Linked DNA regions of Rattus norvegicus: region 1 is linked to region 2. A link is a contact called in public Hi-C data. All regions are on one chromosome and are shown on one strand. Each heading gives the region's core, a stretch centred on a gene start, on an enhancer-like site or on the middle of the called end of the contact. The rest is flanking DNA. Distances are from core to core; before and after follow the strand shown. Region 1 has its middle 43 kb from the start of Trnas-aga. Region 2 overlaps Armc2 (armadillo repeat containing 2).

Region 1 (3,786 bases), core at 717-3,216, 190 kb after region 2:
GCATTCCATACCTTCTGCGACTCTAGACAGCCCTGACTGATACAGCTCGCTCAGCCTACTTTTCTTACAGCACCCAGGACCACCTGCCCTCGGGTGGCCCCACCCACAGTGGGCTGGGCCGCCCGCCCTAATCACTAATTAACATTCCCTACAGGCTTGCCTGCAGCCCAATCTTATGGAGGCTTTTTTTTTTTTTCTCAAGTGAGGCTTCCTCGTTTCCAGTGACCCCAGCTTGTGTCAAGGTGACATAAAATTACCCAGCATACTCAGGGAACATGGTTCTGGTGGGCAGAACCAGAAGAAGACATACGTCATTTGACGTTCTTTCCCAGGACACTTAAGTCTCTTAGGCCTTGACTATGATTCTTTGGTCCATGGCATGGAGGAAGCCAACTGTTGAGTGTGGCTCTCACCACAGCCTAGACATCATCAAGAGAAAGGAGAGCAGGACTTAAAACTGGCCACCTCTCAAACAAACGATTCTAATGGATTCCTTATATTTGATTCATTTTGCTGTATGCTTCTAAAATGTAACATTCATTTTTTAATCTTATGAGCATTGGTTGGTGTTTTGCCTGCATGTGTGTCTGTGTGAGGGTGTTGGATCGCCTGGAACTGGAGTTGTGAGCTGCCATGTGGATGTTGGGGATTGAACCCCAGTCTTCTGGAAAAGCAGCCAGTGCTCTTAACTGCCCAGCTATCTCTCCAGCCCCCTTTATAGAGTAAACATCAATCATGCATGGAGAGAGGGTCTGCAGATATGACACCTGGAAGAAGGGTTTACTCAGAGCTTGCTGGAAGGGTAGACAGACTTCTTCTTTTTTTTTTTTTTTTTTTAGATTTATTTATTCATTATATATAAGTATACTGTAGCTGTCTTCAGACACACCAGAAGAGGGCATCAGATCTCATTACAGATGGTTGTGAGCCACCATGTGGTTGCTGGGATTTGAACTCAGGACCTCTGGAAGAGCAGTCAGTGCTCTTAACCACTGAGCCATCTCTCCAGCCCCCGGGTAGACAGACTTCTGGGCACCCTCATGTTATCTGTGGCCTCGCTTCTATCTCGGCAAGGACGTTAACTAGCATTATGGCTGGGGTCTGGTAGGGCCAGGTTCCAGTGGCTCCTATTTCAAGGCAGACCTCTCTGCTGACTCTGGCCGTGCAGTCCACAGAGGTGTGTGTGGCTTGTCCCTACTCCAGCTTCTTGTGTAAGGCAGGTCCCTGTCTGTGTTGCCAGTCTGCAGGGTAGGCAGTGAGCAGGTGTTAGAATTTCTCCTTCGGAGGTGCAATGTCTCTGCCTATTGGGAACAGGAACCAGTGGGCGCCGGAGAGTTCCCAGCCTTGGGAATATCTTGCTGAGCCTTTGGAAACAGGCTGGCTCTGAAGGCTGGCAGATAGCCCTCCCCTCCCCCAGAGGAGTGCTCAAATCTCAAGCACAGCAGAGTAATCTTCCATGTGCTTGTGCAATCTCACTGTGAATAGGTCTGCATGTGCGGTTTGGAGCCAAGGAGACCAGACGTTTCTTCTGGGGTGATGGTGTCCTTCTGGAATTCTGGGAGATGAGGAAGCACAGCTGTGAGGTTAGGCTGCTCGCCCTGAGGCCATGCAGTCCAAGCTGATGGGGCGAGGGGGAGGAGACTGGAGCCAGACCGGATGGACAGGTTGCCAGCCAGAGACTTCCTTGTGTGGCATGTGACAACCCGATTGCTCTAGGCGACACTGGAATGTCTCTTGACTCTTCCACCCTTATCCACGCTTGTCCTTTGATGCCCACTTGACCCTTACCTTACCTTAGGTGCGGACTTAGAGGTTTCCCCGTACAGAGGGAAACACCTTTGTAACTCTCCTTTTAAAATACTCACATTACGTTGGTGAGAAGAGACTCTCATTGTCGGTGTGTTGTGAACTGGTTGGTCCATTGGACGTCAGCTGGGCCAACTTCTGCCAAAATTACCCATGCATGTTTCTTTTGGTTCAGCAATTCAATATTTGGGCGATGGTCCTCCAGAACTCCTGGGACATGTATGAGTCAACACAGGGATAAGACTGTTGCAGTGTTGCTGGGAACAACAGCTGGTTGGAGGTAACTCAGTGTCACTCTGCCGGCAGGGGAGTCTGGGTTAAGTCAATTACGATGTAGCAATACAGCAGACTCCTGCCAGGTGTGGCGTCTAGGAGCATCTAGGGCAGGAGTGATTTCTATTTTTATATTTTACCTTGCATTATTTTCCCCTAGCTGGTTTTATATGAGTATAAACCACTTGAAACCCGCATTTCTCATTTTCTTATCTAAGTATGTAAAATTATAAAAGTGCATTTGCAGGTGTCTTTTTTTTTTTTTCCGGAGCTGGGGACCGAACCCAGGGCCTTGCGCTTCCCAGGCAAGTGCTCTACCACTTAGCTAAATCCCCAACCCCGCAGGTGTCTTTGATATGAGCGTTTTCTCTGTATTTTCCCATGCATTTTTTAATGATTATTGTTTTAATAGCTGTATAATATTCCTTTGTTTGGGTCAGGCACTTCCCGATTATGGCTTCTAAGATGTTAGCAGGGAGAAGTTGAGGCTATGAGGACAATGTTGCCACTGTACCTGCCGTTTGGAGGTCACATAGCACTTAAGCAGTGTGGTGACCTCATTACCTCCTGCTTCTAGTCCCCAACACCCTTCTCCCATTGTATTATCTGATCCAGTCTTAGGAGTCAAAGCCACTCTACCACCCTGCCTTTAAAACTATCTTCATATGAGAAATAATACACTCCTTCCACAAGTTACAACCGTATATAAAGTGAATTACTGACAGCAAAACCCTCTTGCCTTCCTTCCCCAGACTCAGCCATTGCAATGGGTCTCCTAAAGTCTAGGTCACAGCTGCTCACCTTGGCTAGAAAGAGGGATGTGAGATTGACAGTGCGGGCATCTGAGACCTGAGGCCACTTCCTCCACTACTTTGACGGGCCACAGAAACAGTAGTTCTCTGGGTGCCATGTTGTTCTGGCGTCTTATTTCAACCCCTTCCTATGTCCTGCCAGAGTACATCCTAGGCCTGGCATTTCTAAAGACCAGCTTGGCTCAGGTCTCCACCCGGCCCATTCCCACTCTATTGAAAGGGCGAAGCGCCTTGGTCTGGACATTTCGGCAACCCACTTTTCTTGCTGGGGTTTCTGCTGCTTGAAGCACACGACGTCCCAAATATGCCCCTTCCTCACTCTCTCCTGGGCCCGAATTAGCCTCCCCAGGTCACCTGAGTTATGCTGCCAGCTAGAAAGCCCTGTTTGGTTAGTGACTTCTGCTGGCCCGGCTCTCATTCTACTGTGTTCCACTCGTCCGTGGCACTCAGGGACTCATTCAGGGCTGGGCCTGAACACTTCAGTTCGGCCCCTTTAGCCTAACTTACAGCAATCCAAGACAGGCGCCGAGTTCTTCTCTTCAGACATTTGCTGCACCAATTCTCGGAGGAGGTAAAAGCAGCTGAGCCCTTAGCGTGTGCCAGACAGTGGGCGGAACCTCACGCATGCGCACAACTCCGTCAGGGGGGTTTATGCCAGGGGTTGGATCCCCTGGAATCCCATGGAGTTACAATGTTAATGCTGGAAATCAAAGTAAGTCCTCTGGAAGAGCAGCCAGTGCTTTTACCCCTGAGCCATATCTCTAGGACCAACTTCTACATTCTTCGTCTTTTATTGAATTTTGTTTTATGTGCATTGGTGTGAGGGTGTTAGATCTTCTGGAACTGGAGTTACAGACAGTTGTGAGCTGCCGTGTGGGTGCTGGGAACTGATCCT
Region 2 (3,912 bases), core at 242-2,741:
GTCTGATGCTACCTTGCTTAGCAAAATATTTTTTCTCTAAAAAGTATAAAGCTAAACTCCAGAGCTTCCCAAATGTCTGAATTACCCATATTTTAAAATAAAGGCACACAAATCAACGCAGGTTTTCTGAAACATATGTTCTTTCCTCTCCCCAGCCTGAGAAGCCCGCAGGACCCCGCCTGGGGAGCCAGAGTCGTCCTTTGCTGTCCCATCCATCAGCTCCCCCTCCTCCTCCTCAGGCTCCTCCTCAGCCTCCGCTCAGCTCGTCTCCTGCCAGCAGCACATCTCACTGACAAGAATCTTCCCTTTTCCACTTTACAGTCTCAGGATTAGGATAAAAACAAAAAACCCTGCTAACTGAGGGAAGGATGAACCCAGCAAATGTGGGACTACTTCCCTGCTTAGCGACGGCCGTTTCTTGGAATTACAGTCACTTAAATGTTTACCAGAAATGATTATTGAGTGTCCCTGACTGATTCACAAATGTAATTAATGAGAGAATGGCTAAGAGTTTCCATTTTCTCGTTTGTTTTAATCCCACCACATAAACTTTTCTGTTGGCACGTCTTCAGAAAATTCCACCCCGTGCTGGAAGGAGGCAGGGACTGATTCAGAGCCCAGAAACATTACTGAGAACAAACTCCAAACTCCACACAGCCATCCCATGGGACAAAGGGAAGATGATTAGAGGCCCTGCCGAAGAAGCCTGGGCATTTGGAACAGGCCTGAGGAAGCGGCTGACCATCCTCCTAATGGGTTTGTCCTTTGCTGTTTGTGGGGTAAAGTATGTCACTAAAACGCCCCGCTGTCCCAGAAAGACAGGGGCATAATGAACCCTGGCGTGTGTGATTGTTTCGCAACTTCCAAAGTTTCATGGAAATAAATAAACAATGGGGTTTGGCTCTTGTCTGTTTGTACCTAGTCAGTTTGCATTACCATAAGGATGGTTGCTGCGGGATAAATGCTCTCTTTTCCTGCGGCAGGGGGCGGGGAGGGGAGCGCAAGCCCTGCTGCCTTTCATGCTGGGGTGATGAGCCCCATAGCCTGTACCTTCTCACCAGTTGGGAAAGGCGGCTGCAAGGGCCTGTGTTCTCTCTCCCGTTAAGGCACTAACGTCATCTTTCCCTTGATTTGAAAAATGTTCTAAACGCAGAGCAGCATCCCAAGGACTTCTGGGTCACCCAATATAAATTCTCCCTGCGACACTCTTTGGGCTGTGTCAGCAGACAAGGTCATTTCTGCTAAACTAACAAGTTGACAGTGGCCACTCTGGGGATGGGGGTGGGGTGGGGGTGGGGGGTTGCTGGTGGTCCGTGTGGAAGAGTCAACGTCAGATTCCACAAGCTAAAATGAGAGCAGCAAGGACTTGGGTCCTAAAATGGCCTGTGGAATTTAATCTTGTTAAACAAATTTGAACTGGGCAGCTGTCCATGATGACCCAATGGAAAGTTCTAGAAAAAAAAAGATCTGTAACTGAGTGACCCTCCTTATCTTAGCATCGGTCCTGTGCAGGACCGGGAAACACAGCCTATTCTCTCTGCTCTGTCTGATGCTCCAACCTCTAGATTTAAGGTTTTAGTAAAGTTTCAGGTTAAGAAATAACGTGGACCCCCATGCAATGCGCTTTTTGTCTCCATAAACTCTGCGTGTGGTAACAAAGTGCTCCTGGAGAGCCTTATATAAGAAGGATGCATAAAATAATTCCCAACCATTCATGTATGCGGGACAAAGACTCCACAGGATGCTCCTGTTACAGTTACTAGATAGCACAGCAAATATTTAAACCAAGTGTTTACTGGAGAGTAGCACAAGTGTCCACGCTTGTGGAGTTTACAACAGTGAACTAAAGCAAAGGTGGTCACAGTAATCTCCAGCCCCATCAGGAACCCCAGATAACACCCAAACAGACGGCCCCCTCAGCAGTCACTCGGGGCTGAGGCTAAGCCATCCAGTCACATCTTTATCTGACAGCCCTGTGGTACATTGTTACAGCTGTCCTGCAGGGTTTCTAAGGACACAACAGGGAATGATGGAAAACCAACCCTCCCTCCCCCCACCAACCATGGGGAGAAGAAAAATCCTCCTATTGTGCATTGACTTAAAACCATGCTCCTAGGAGAGGGGTAAGAGCAAAACAGTCTTCTGCTTAACACGGAGAACCGGTGAGAGACAATGGTTACCCCGACCCAAAACTCCACAACAGAGAATACTGACCCTCTGCTTCCGAGCTGAGGCTGTAGGGACGCTTCCTGCTCTGTGGTTTCTCTGAAGCCCTGGTCGCAGGGAAGAAGTGGGGGGTTCTTTAAATGGCGGGTGGCACTTGATGCTGTTAAATGAGCCCCATTCCTTTTTGCTGTGGCACTCCCCACGCTAACAGTGTCTCTGGACTCCACCGGGGTCTTCGCTGAAACGGCAAGGAGATTATTAGTTTTGATGTTTTGTTTGCGATCTATACATTTGTATAAAAGTTTTTACTTGTAATCAAGAATGGAGATTTTTATGGCCAACCCCTCTCTGTTCATAATTCAACTCAACTACAGTTTTGGGCTTGGCGCCATCATTTATGTGAATAAAAAAAAATGGATAGGATATTAACTATTGGCTTGGAGTCAACCTGAGGGAAGACACAGGATCATAGGTTTATGAACTACCTACCCTGCCTAAGAACTCCTGGGTTCCGTGATAATAATTCTTCCTAAAGATAATGAGACTATTCTTCTACTTACAAATAACTCACGGCTGACTGTGAAGACAGACACGTGTAATCCCAACCAACTTGGAAGTAGAGGGAGGTTAAGGGGTTCAGGGTTAGCCTTTACTACATAACAAGTTCCAGGCTAGCCCAGGATACATGAGATTTAGTGTTTAAAAAAAAAACAACAAAGTAATAGAATTTATAGTGTCAAGTATAACGGATATGTCAGTGACACGAGATTTCCTTATTTACAGGGCTTACATAGGTATTTTTATAAGTACACAGAATGTTTCAATAAGAACGGACCAAAACCAGTAGAAGTGGAAAATAATGGAGGGGATTTCGAGGGAGACAGAAAGCAGTTTCAACGGGGGTGGAGGGGGGTGGAGGGAATGGAGGGAATGGAGGAGGTGGAGAGAGTGGAAGGGGTGGAGGGGGTGGAGGGTGTAGAGGGGGTGGAGGAGGTGGAGGGGGTGGAGGAACATAGAGCAAGCAAAGAGAACACTGGACAAGTTCAGAGCGGCGTAGGCACAGAGACTCTGTAGGCCCTGGTACAGAGACACTGAAGCAGGCGTGTGCCTACGGTGTTGGGGGAAGAGCTAGACCGAGGTCCTGGAGGAGGTCTGCTGGTCAGAGGGTCACCACAGTAACAACATGACCCATTGGGAACAAGGGTTCCTAAAGAGGGCCAGGCAGTCTGGCAAGATCCCAGAGCATCCCCAAAATGAAACACATGCTGAGTTTAGGCATGTCAGATCATTTTTTTTTTTTAAAAAGAGTTATTTATTTATTTTATATCTGTGAGTACACTGTTGCTGACTTCAGACACACCAGAAGAGGGCATCAGATCCCATTACAGGGGGTTGTGAGCCACCATGTGGCTGCTGGGAATTGAACTCAGGACCTCTGGAAGAACAGTCAGAGCTCTTAGCTGTTGAGCCATCTCTCCAGCCTGGCATACCAGATTCTTATACTGAAAATACAATTTTCCTATCAGCAAAGGGACACCTGGGTAGCTTGTCATCTGCCACTAGCCAGGGCCTGTGTCAAAAGGGAAGAGGGGATAAATGTCCCCCCACGCAGATGGGGTTTTGGATGAAGTGAACCTCGTGTAGAAAAATATTTTCAAGTTTTTCTGTATTTATTTAGAAACTATTATACAAAAGCTAATGACGACAAAGTCCCTTTCTACCTGCTGGTCCCAGTTCCTGGCTTCT

What was found. A called contact is a pair of places that touch in the nucleus more often than the background predicts.
Region 1: a Hi-C map of liver shows a contact between it and region 2, with 3 times the contacts expected there. The contact joins two enhancer-like sites. A contact is called at or near these places in 4 of 12 Hi-C or Micro-C datasets (the A7r5 cell line, hepatocytes, kidney and 1 more).

Annotation. Positions count from the first base shown.
Region 1 is chr20:47,246,710-47,250,495 of GRCr8, forward strand. No RefSeq gene overlaps it. Among named protein-coding and RNA genes, the nearest start is that of Trnas-aga, 43 kb to the left of the region's middle. Within about 2 kb of position 1,967, at least 24 of the 93 cell types and tissues checked have an H3K27ac peak or open chromatin away from gene starts, as enhancers often do. A contact at or near this core is called in hepatocytes and liver, where this site is marked.
Region 2 is chr20:47,056,405-47,060,316 of GRCr8, forward strand. Armc2 (armadillo repeat containing 2) reads right to left here. Exons shown (of 18, transcript XM_574794.5): 5 at 2,215-2,404. Among named protein-coding and RNA genes, the nearest start is that of Armc2, 26 kb to the right of the region's middle. Within about 2 kb of position 1,492, at least 16 of the 93 cell types and tissues checked have an H3K27ac peak or open chromatin away from gene starts, as enhancers often do. A contact at or near this core is called in hepatocytes and liver, where this site is marked.